Regions from separate parts of the Mus musculus genome. Here region 2 is linked to region 1. A link is a contact called in public promoter capture Hi-C data. All regions are on one chromosome and are shown on one strand. Each heading gives the region's core, a stretch centred on a gene start, on an enhancer-like site or on the middle of the called end of the contact. The rest is flanking DNA. Distances are from core to core; before and after follow the strand shown.

Region 1 (5,457 bases), core at 1,935-4,434:
ACACACACACTACAAGCAATTGTCAATGTTTCTGGGTTTCCATCAGAACTAAGATCTTGCTGCCAAAGGTGACATATGCTTCGGTTGCAAGACATACTGAAATCAAGCTGGTGCTAAGAAGCTTCCTTTCTGGTGGCTAACTGGTGCTCTGCAGGCTGCTGGGGAGGCTGGTCACCAACATTGTTATTTAGCTGTGGACATCTATACAATAACGCCTACTGGCAATATGAGCCCTGGGGCAATGGCAGCAGGTCTCTTCAGCAGATAACCAGCAGCTTTCTGAGTGGATTTGATGCCCTTGCCATCTACATGGTACTATAAATCTGGTTAAATGCTCTGGCTGGGGGAAAAGAAAAACAAAACAAAACAACAGCAGCAACAACAACCAAAACCTCTGGCTGGGAGGTCATAGGCCCTTATAGGGCATCCACTGCTGTCGTTTTGCAAAGCGGACGTGATGCGCCTGTCTAACTGCCTTCTAGATAACTTTCTGTCTATAGAGTAGTGGTGCTTTCAGTTTTGGTCAGAGAACGTACTGTCTGCAGTGATAGGCAGTGACTGCAGAGACAACTCTGGTCAGAGTTCTGAGAATAAACCACTGGTGAGTGCTCAGGAATAAATGGGACACCTACATCACCCCTCCCCACCCCAAAACCCAGGGAGCACTCCCAGAGAAGGGACAGAGAGAGATTATTTATTAACTTTTTCTTTTAACTTTTCTTTTGTTTTGAGACAGAATTTTACTGTGTAGATCAGGCTGGTCTTAAAACTCACAGAAATCTGCCTGCCTCTGTCTCCTGAGTGCCAGGATTTAAAGGCCTATCTTTCCAGTGTAAAGGCAGGCGAAGGCGGTTGAAGAGGTGGGGAATGCTAATCTCTAAGTGGGACTTGGGTGTTACACTCTTGAGCTCATGGAAGCTGTGCCACTCGTAGAGGATCCACACAAACTTGAGTTTGTGTCAACTCAACACTCTGTCGCGGAGGGTAAGGGATTCATGGAGTCCCACCCCAGCCTGAAGATCTCTATGCCGGTAATGGTTGGCAGGGAAGGGAGAGAAGTCATCTTCAGTGTGAGACTCTGGTAAGCTATGCATGCTCCCCTAAACTACCCTAATGAAGCTCACTGGGATTGAAAACTAAAAAAGACATGAAAGTGGGAGGCAGGAGATGGTTGGCAAGAGGAGAGGGGTTAGGTGTGAAGAGAAGAGAGGGTAAGACTGAATGCGTAGTGTAATCGGAATGCATTAACTACAATATGAAAATGTCATGTAATCCATTATGTGTGACTAATGTATGATAATAATGTTCCTCTTTCTATTTTTATGGCCTACACACACACACACACACACACACACACACACACACACACACACACACACTTAAATCTAGATTCTCTGTTTAAGGGGAAAAAACATGTAATACTTGCCTTTCTGAGTCTGGCTTAAATTTCATATTTTCATATAATTTTATTTATAGTTAACTTAGGATTTTTAAAGTATTTAACTTTTGAGACAGTGTCTTGCTATATATAGTTCAGATAGGCCTGCACTTTGTAACCATTCTCCTATCTGAGCCTCCTCAGTGCTAGTGTTACAAGTATATTCCATTATACCCTGAAGAATGTTGTATTCTTTTTAAAAATAAAGCTTCCCCATATTTTGTATGTTTTAAAATAGTCAAATATTGCATCATTTAGAGTAGCAAGAAATTTCCTGTTGTTGCTAGACAAGGATAATCTCAGAGATTTGTTTTAGTCTCAGGAAATATTGCTGAAGAATTATGGTTCATTTTAATTTGTGTGAACTACATTTGAAATTCTTTATGTGAAATACTAACTTCAAATTGCCTGCCAAGGGTTCAATGAAGAGGGTGCAGCGTGTTTTGTGTTCAAAATCATGATTTTCTGAAGGGAGTTTGAATAGTGTAAAACCAGAAAGGGTTGCTAATATCTTAATAGAGGAAGTCCAAACTACACCTTTCCCAGTTTTTTTTTTTAACTTGAAACTAATTTTGTAACATTCTGTTTACTGAACTTCCTCATTTGCAAGGGTTTTCACACTGAATTAGATCTTGAGTGGATTTGTGCCCATCGAAGAGAGGATTTATGCAAACGGAGATGTGGAAGCATTCTCTGGAATAACCTGCCTTGTTAAGGCACTGATACCACAGATGTGGACGGCTCCCTGAAACGCGATCTTTTCTGAGATAGGCTCTGTAGGATCAAAATGTCAACATGTCTTCATGAATTCTTCAGCCTCTTTCATTCTTCCTCCCTCCCCTTCTGAGAGAGAGAGAGAGAGAGAGAGAGAGAGCGCTCACTTTGTTTCTCAGGTGTCTCAAACTCTGAGACTCAAGTGATCTTGCAGCTGGGGACAGTCCTGAGGAGCTGGGACTGCACCACCTCTCCTCAATTCTCTCCAGACAGGCTGACCTAGATAGAATCTGTATGGTTCTCAGCAAGCAATATTTTAGCTTTAGTTCCGTTTTGTCCTTTCGCTGTTTGCTAGCAGTGCGTTCTGGGGATATTGTGCTAACTGCCTCCCCGGTGCTTCCCATCCTGTGTAGAGCTGTACTCTCAGTGTTTGCAAAGCTACTGGAGGTCTGAAGAAGTACAGAGACCAACACTTCCCTTAATGAGGGCCAGTACTTCCCCAGTCACGGGTGAGATGGACCATCAGAAGCAGTGGACTTTGCTTCCTCTAAAAGAAAAACGTGAGGTTTATAATGGAAGCTTGACAAATTCTGAAACAAAATGCCCGCTTGATGAGCAGAGGTCTGCCATGATCATATCTATAGGAGACTTTGGGGATAATGGTCCGGGTCGGAGATAGGTAACTCCAGTGTTTGTCTCCTCTCCTGCAGCAGGGCATAGGTGGGCGTCACCCAGGCCTTTCTGCTCACTGGGATGTGAAAAGCTGAACTCACAGGTTAGTGCTGTACTTTCTGCCTTTCTTCTGGGAATGGAAGAACTGAGTGCTGTCTGAGACTGACAGCGTGGAACAGTCTCTGAGCTAAGCAGACCACAGTTTGTGTTCTGGTTAGCCTCTTGTTTGTTACATTTGAACAGTAGCCAAGTTTCTTTGTTGAGAAAGGAAGGCGCTAGGGCCCTGCAGGGAGATGATGGCTTTGTTGTGTGACCACAGAAGCTAGTTTTGTACTAATTTCCTCTAGGGCTTGTGATGAAGTCAGTAAACCACAGCCTCCAGCACGCTGTGCTCCTGCAGCAGCAGTGGCTTCTTGGTGCTGCCTTGGCCATGACACATATTTGACATGCCCTCCCTTAACCTACTCACAGACTCTTGCTCTGCGGCATGGACCAAAGAGAAATTCTGCAGCAACTACTGAAAGAAGCCCAGAAAAAGAAACTCAACAGTGAGGAGTTTGCCAGTGAATTTCTGGTGAGTTCTGGAATGCTCTGAAGAGTTCTTAGATAAACTGTGTAGCAGTCTGTGGTGGCCCAGTTTGCCTAGACGCAATTGCTGTAGGGATAACACGACCATGGAGTTTGGAGTGGAAGGGAGGAAGGCGACCTAAGAACATAACCTCTCTGGGCTTTGTTGTGTCTGTGCTCAGGGTTTTCTCCAGGTAGGCTGGTTTTAATGTTGGGTTTGCTTGTTCTTTTGAGCTTAATGGTCCTACAGAAGGTATAGACAGGTGTATGGATATTAATGCTTTCTGAACATCTGCAGAAAGCATTTGCATTGTGACATATGCTTCAGATTACTAATAAGAGTAGCTTTTCATGTTACGTGTTATTTTTAGCTTCCCTATAGGCTATCATTGGGATAACAGGGGTTTGAAAAACACCAAAAACTCTCATTTTGCCACTTTTTCTCCTATCCCTTTGAAAACAAGTTGATTATTAGAATAGGCATTTTCCTTTTTAACAATAGCTGGGCTTCTTTAACTTATATTGTCTGGAGAAGTGGGCTAGGGAGAGTGGGGAGTAGAGACACGTGAGAGACATGGAGAGCAAGGTAGCCTGGGAGCAGGTGGACTTGATTATCCAGAACTCAAATCCACTTAGAGGGAGCCATAGTTAACAGTGTAACAAAAGCTGGGCGGCCCATTTTCCATCCCTGTCAGGCACATCAGATAACATGGTATTTGACACACCTGTCATGCTTTTGGTTTTTGCTTAGTGTTTGTTTGTTTGTTTGTTTGTTTGTATCAGTATGTAGCTCTGTCTGGCCTAGAGCTCACTATGTAGATCAGGTTTGGCCTTGAACTTAAAAGATCCTCCTGCCTCTGCCTCACTGGGATCAAAGGCATGTACGACCACACCAACCTGCTGTGTTCTAAAAGCTTCTAATTGGTATTTCAGAACTGTAAGAATGTTAAGCCTTAGCCCTTCAGCTTTGAATTGAGAAAAATAAAGAACATCGACATGGTCATCATTCAAATTATCAAATATTTAACGTGTTCCCAAATCACCCTAACTCTTTGTTTTCTAGGTTAAAAAAATGAGGATAATAATTTATGTCCTATCTATCTCATTTTGGATTATTGTGATGATTATATCATTAATTATAATAATTAAATGAGAACAAGGTGTTTTGGAGGCACCCAGAGACCCAGTTACTTGGAAGGCTGAGGTGGGTTAAATCTTGAGTTCAAGGCTCGCCCAGGCGACTGAGAGGGACCGTGTCTCAGAAAAGGGATCATTTAGGAGCACTTACTATGTACCAACTTTGTTTCTTCACACTAAGATACAATAGTAAACAAAATGTCTTTGCCTTCCAGAACTAGCGTTCTGGCACCAGATATTAGAAGAGAAAACTATCCATGATGTTTTCACTGAACAGATATCACTATTAGATAGCACAGCAGGCTAGTATATAGTGGCCCAACTTTGAGGCTAAGATATTATGCCAGCTTATGGTGTCACTTAAATATTTTCTTTCTGCCACAAGTTCTCAGGGTAGTTTAGGCACAGGGTAGAGTTGCCTATGTGTCTACTTAGATCCAAGCATGCCTTTTGACTGTATCACTGAGACATTCTTAAGGCAATTTATTAAGATATAGAGGGGACGTGAGCTGAGAGGTAGTGACATCTTTGTCTTACTTGGGTTGTATTTTTCAAAACAGAGCAGACTATATCTCTAATATTTTAACCACTCGTAGAGGTCGTTATAGTCTCTTACCAAACTGGCTGCCACCTCCTGACTGCTTTCTCTGTTTCTAGCCTTGTCCCACCTTAATTTTCTTAGACAAGGACTCACTATGTAGCCATAGCTGGGCTGGAACTCACTGTATAGACGAGACTAGCCTTGAACTCAGAGATCCACCTTCTGTTTCCTGAGTGCTGAGATGAAAGGTGTACAATGGTGTACACCACCATGCCAGGCTCCAAAGTGCTCTTTTAATTACATAAATCTGGTCATATTTTTCTCAGCTTAAGAACTTTTTTATAGCTTGTATTTTGTTAGCTGCTTATAATTGTGAACTAAAATATAT
Region 2 (5,391 bases), core at 868-3,367, 140 kb after region 1:
TGAAAGAGGAAGGCAGAAGGATCAGGAGTTCAGAGAGGCCATCCTTAACTACATGTAGTGTGATGTGTATAGCCGGGGATGTGTGGGTCCCCAGGCCTAGTAGCAGGTAAGCTACCTTGCCAGCCCTGGGTTACCTGGTTTTTATCCAACCTCATAGTCTTAGTTTTGGACTGCCTTACTTATTTAAATGCACAATAATTACTATTACTACAAATGCTGTAGCTTCCTGTTTGGCTCACCTGTTTTTCTTTTCTGTCTCTCATCTTTTTCCTAATATTCCATTTAGTCTTCTGTTTACTTATACATTTGTCAATATTGTCTGAGTGATGACCTCAGAAATGAGCTAAGTGTGAAGTCTAATGAAATGGTTGGTTTAGTATAGTCTAATTCTTAGCTTCCTTGGTAATGACATGTTTTTTTTTTTTTTAAAAAGATTTACTTTATGTATATGAGTGTTTGTATATCACTTCTGGAGTCCCAGAGAGGGAGGGCATTGGATCTCTTGGAATTGGAATTATAGACAGTGGTGAGATGCTCGGTGGTGCTATGAATTGAACCCCGTCCTCTAAAAGCGCACCCAGTGTTCTCAACCACTATAAGATTTAGTATACTTTATTTCATTTACCTGTTCCTTTGTGTATTACAATTTATACATTTAAATTTAAGATCCAAGGTGTAGTCATTACATTATGTAGCTGGCTACTTCTCCGATACATCCGTTGCTCTGCATCTGACCCTCCCTGGTCACCTCTTTTCCTATTCAGTTCGTGCTGCTCTGCTGTGGATGACTTCTTTCCCATTTTGCTCATTTGAAATGTCTTTTTTCTTTTAGATTTTTAGCCAGGGTCTCATGTAGTCCTGGATGCCTTCCAGTTCACTGTGTAGACAGGGATGATCATCACTTCTGATCCTCCTGCCTCACTCCCCGAGTGCTGGGGTTATAGATGGGTGTCCCACTACCAGCTCAGTTATTTTTTGAAGAATATTGTTTGGTGGGAATAGAACCAACCCTAGGTTGCCCACTAGTTGTGTTCTCTTTTCTTTTCTTTTTTTTTCAATTTTATTTTTTAATTAATTTTTCCATATTTTATCCTCCCCTGCATCCACCCTCTGATTGTTCCACATCCCCTACCTTCTCCCCACCCCCCTGTCTCCATGTGGATGCCCCCATTCCCATCCCACCTGTCCTTTAAACTCCCTGGGGCTTCAAGTCTCTTGAGGGTTAGGTGCATCATCTCTGAATGAACACAGCCTCGGCAGTCCTCTACTGTATGTGTGTTGGGACCTCATATCAGGTGCTATATGCTGTTTGGTGGTCCAGTGACTGAGAGATCTTGGGGGCCCAGATTAATTGAGTCTGCTGGTCCTTGTATAGGACTGCCTTTCTCCTCAGCTTCTTTCAGCCTTCCCTAGTTCAACAACAGGTCAGCTGCTTCTGTCCATTGGTTGGGTGCAAATGTCTGCATCTGACTCTTTCAGCGGCTTGTTGGGTCTTTCGGAGGGCAGTCATGATAGATTTTGTGAACTCTCCATAGCCTCAGTAATAGTGTCAGGCCTTGGGACCTCCCATTGAGCTGGATCCCACTTTGGGCCTATTGCTGGACCTTTTTTTCCTCAGGCTCCTCTCCATTTCCATTCCTGTAATTCTTTCAGACAGGAACAGTTATGGGTAAAGTTGTGACTGGGATGGCAACCCCATCCCTCACTTGATGTCCTGTCTCCTTGCTGGAGGTGGGCTCTATAAGTTCCCTCTCCCTAAAGTGTTTTCTCTTCAGTACGTCTGGGATTCTGTTATCCATTTCTTTTTTTTCTTTGAGACATGATCTCATTATTTAGTCGTTGCTGGTTTGAAACTCTCTCTGCAGGTTAAGGCTGGTCTTGAACTCACCGAGACCCACCTGCCTCTGATTCTAGGCTTATGCTGCCACACCTAGCTCTGCTGTTTCTGTATTTCCATATTTTATCTTGTGAAGTTGTTGTTAGTCTCACTGTTGCTTTATAAAAAATAACCTTTTTCTCTGGCTTAAGAGTCAGAGGGGTTTTGTTTTGTAGGCTGTGATACTGCTGTAATTTGTGGAATTGTGTAAGGACTGCCTTTCTGAAAGGTTCACTAGCTGCTGCCAGCTGGGGCTTTCCTCATCCTGGTTATAGCTACTTGACCACGGTGACCCCTACCCAGACTGAGCTAAAGAGCTTTGCTCTTTCAGAACCCAGGGCTAAGAAGCTGAGATATTAGTGACAGGTTTTGGAGAAGAAGGGTCCTTGCAGCCAAGGGTATCATTTCAAACCAAGGCTGGTGGGAGTTGAAGCTCACAGGGTCCTGTGAAGCCATAGAGGTAGTCATGGGGGAAGGGAAGGAAGGGTCTCAGCGACTTCCTGCATATTACAAGGTTGGCACTTGGCTTCCTCAAGAGCTCTTTACAGACTTTCTCAAGAAATACCTAACTTTCTTGGGCTTTCTTGAGTGAAGTTCTTTACTTTTAAGTCAGTAAGTTTTAAAGTAAAACCTTAAGACACACAGTAGGCCCTCAGTGCAGCCACGCTCCCATGCTGTTATTTGAATCCTAAAATGGAATAGAGCCACCAGGCCTTCAGGGCTCTACTCAGACTGGCTTGAGGGCCTTAGACGGGTGAAGTTGGAGCAGCAGTGGTCACCTTGTGCCTGTAACCACCAGTGACTCAGGGAGCTGGAATTCCTTGTTTCCTACCTTGTCCCTTGGAGACCCCTGCAGTCTTTCATGTACAAGAACCAATATAGGAAACTTGGAGGTACCTTATGAACATTCAGCTCTTGTCCTTTGAGGAAACTGTAGATTGCTAGTAATGTTTTAAAATTAACACAGGAATAATTCAGTGATATTAAGATAACCATTGAGAGTGGGTGGAGGAGCACCTTCATAGAGGCAAAGGGGAGGAGGGAGAGGGAGGATGGGACGGGGAGTGGTGGAGGGGTAACTGAGAAGGGGGTTATAATTTGAAATGTAAGTGAATAAAATGATTAATTTCAAAAAAAAGACAACTATTGAACTTTTTCTGGTCCTTTGGTAGGTTCTTCAAGGTCACAAGACATTCCTGAATGATGCTTACAACTGGGAGTTCTTGATCTGGGAAACAGCATTGCTGCTGTTTTTGCTTCGCCTGGCCTCACTGGGGTCAGAAACCAACAAGAAGTACAGCAATGTTTCCATCCTGCTCACTGAACAGGTACTGATAGGTCCCAGCAGTGTGCTAGAGGACTGGGCCGAGTTCTTAACTGTGACCTTACATCTTTTGCCACTCTGTAATTATCTTTCTCCTGCATCTAAAATGAGTGTAACACCTCTGTCTTCTGCCTAGGGCTGGGAGAATGAGCTAATGGGTTGAGAGTACTTTGCTATACTATAGAGGGATTTTTGTTGTTGTTGTTAATAAGGGAACATGTAAATACATACTAAGATTGACAGGTGTTTCTTATGGATGTGGAGTGATAATAATGCATTTTCTGTTAATTTTGATTTTAAGTTCAAGTTTTCCATAAACATTAAGTAAACACACTTGAGATAATTTGTTGTTTTTTATTATTTTTTGGCCTTAGAGTCATAGTGGATAATTGTTCCTATAGGGGAAAAATAAGGAGTTACTAAGTTAAAACAGCTATCTCTTTTTCTCTATCCATAAATGCTTCTTGAAGATACTATATTACTTGGGGGAGATTGGTAAGAGTGAGACATAATGTTTGAATTCAAGGAATTTGTATGCTGATTATGTTACAACTAGAATTTTTTATTATTTTGATAAATTGTTTTATCAGATGTTGTTTTGTTTTCTCTAAGTAGCTTTTCTTTACCACAGAGGTAAACGATGGGGAAGACGCCATGCATCCTAGATGCCGAGGCCGTAGATCCTGGACATAATTTACTTGAAACAATGATCCTCAAAATCTGCCAGGTTTTATGCAATGTGTATTTTTTTCTGTAAAATTTACCTTATTCTTTTTTCTTTCTCTTAGATTAATTTATATCTTAAAATGGAAAAAAAGCCAAATAAGAAAGAACAGCTCACGCTAGTGAATAATGTATTGAAGCTGTCCACAAAGCTGTTAAAGGTAAGCGGGCCTCCCCTGCACACGCTCTATAGTATGAGTTCTTAGAAAAGCAAAGGGCAGATGGAGTCATGGCTGGACAGACCAGAGCTGTCAGAAGCTTCTAGAAGGAACTTAGGGAGAGTGGCTTCCATTTCCATGCTGGGATGCCTAGTCAGAACGAGAGAACTTGTTTCTTCTGGGGGAGGCTGGACGATCCCTGGCTTATTCCTGAGGGACACCCTGAGGGCTAGGGTTTGACCATGGAAAAGCAGACGGCTGTTGGCCTGTGGACAGGGTTCTGTCTGAGTGCTAGTGTTAGACCTGCGGGAGGCCTCAGCCCTGTTCCCAGTGGCGCTGATGTCACTAGTGCAACTGGGCCTCAGGAGCTGCTGCTCAGCTCACTCTCTGTGGCTGCTTAGACTGGAGGTCCGAGGCTCTGAAAGCCTTCAGGAGGCCTTTGTGCTGAGCCCAAGGTCTTTAGCCTTCTTATCGTTGACCTCTAAGGGCTTTGGCTGCTAATCTGTCTGTGTACAGGGCCCAGGCTCTGGCTGATGGCAGTCAATGTTTTTATGCAAGATAGATGAAGTAAATTAAGCTTGTGTTGAATTAAGTCATTAAATCCATGTTATACTACCTAGAAAAGATAGCTAACCAGTGCTAGGCAGTTAGGTTCTGAATGCTGGCATGATGGTTTTGGATTAATGGAAAAGAGTTTTCAGTCTTATAATCTAGGATCTGATGGTTACTCATCTCTTACTACTCTTCACTGTGTAGGCCAGGGTAAGCCTTGTACTCACAGAGACCTGCCTGTCTCTGACCCCCACCTGCTAGGATTAAAAGCACTACTGTTAAAACAGCATTAATGACTTATTGCGCCCTTCCACTTTAACAAGGTTAGGCCATGGAAAGGTTGGTGCCTGCCTCACAGATTTCTCTGAACGTAGCTCTGGGATATTAAGGAAAAGCCATTAGCAGCATCCTCAGAGACCAGCACGAGGCAGGGCTGACTGCTCACTTCAGTTCCCTCATCCTTGCAGGAGCTGGACACACCATTTAGACTCTATGGACTGACCATGAACCCCTTAATCTACAACATCACAAGAGTAGTCATCCTTTCTGCTGTCTCTGGAGTTATAAGCGACCTTCTAGGATTCAACATAAGAGTAAGTGTCAGCACAGCTCTGTAGCTGTGTCTTTACTGAATGGGCCTGGAACCAGCTCTTGAGGCCATTTGACCTGGTGCTTCATAGGCTTCTCAGCTTAGCTTTCCTCATTTGATAAAACTGAGAGGCTGAACTCGTGATCCAACGAAACATCCAGTTTTAAAT

What was found. Promoter capture Hi-C pulls out the DNA fragments that hold promoters and counts their contacts.
Region 2: a contact with region 1 is called in a promoter capture Hi-C map of 3T3-L1-derived adipocytes, with 2.3 times the contacts expected there. The contact joins the enhancer-like site here to the promoter of Ptpn22 in region 1. A contact is called at or near these places in 2 of 39 promoter capture datasets (3T3-L1-derived adipocytes and the C10 cell line), 7 of 484 Hi-C or Micro-C datasets (CD8 T cells, the HL-1 cell line, the P5424 cell line and 4 more) and 1 of 9 other capture datasets (liver).

What each region holds. Positions count from the first base shown.
Region 1 is chr3:103,857,093-103,862,549 of GRCm38.p6, forward strand. Ptpn22 (protein tyrosine phosphatase, non-receptor type 22 (lymphoid)) reads left to right here and starts at 3,185. Exons shown (of 21, transcript NM_008979.2): 1 at 3,185-3,398. The coding sequence starts at 3,312.
Region 2 is chr3:104,000,399-104,005,789 of GRCm38.p6, forward strand. It overlaps Phtf1 (putative homeodomain transcription factor 1), which reads left to right. Exons shown (of 19, transcript NM_013629.2): 16 at 3,049-3,204; 17 at 3,989-4,084; 18 at 5,101-5,226. Among named protein-coding and RNA genes, the nearest start is that of Phtf1os, 35 kb to the left of the region's middle. Within about 2 kb of position 2,118, at least 5 of the 459 cell types and tissues checked have an H3K27ac peak or open chromatin away from gene starts, as enhancers often do. A contact at or near this core is called in 3T3-L1-derived adipocytes, where this site is marked.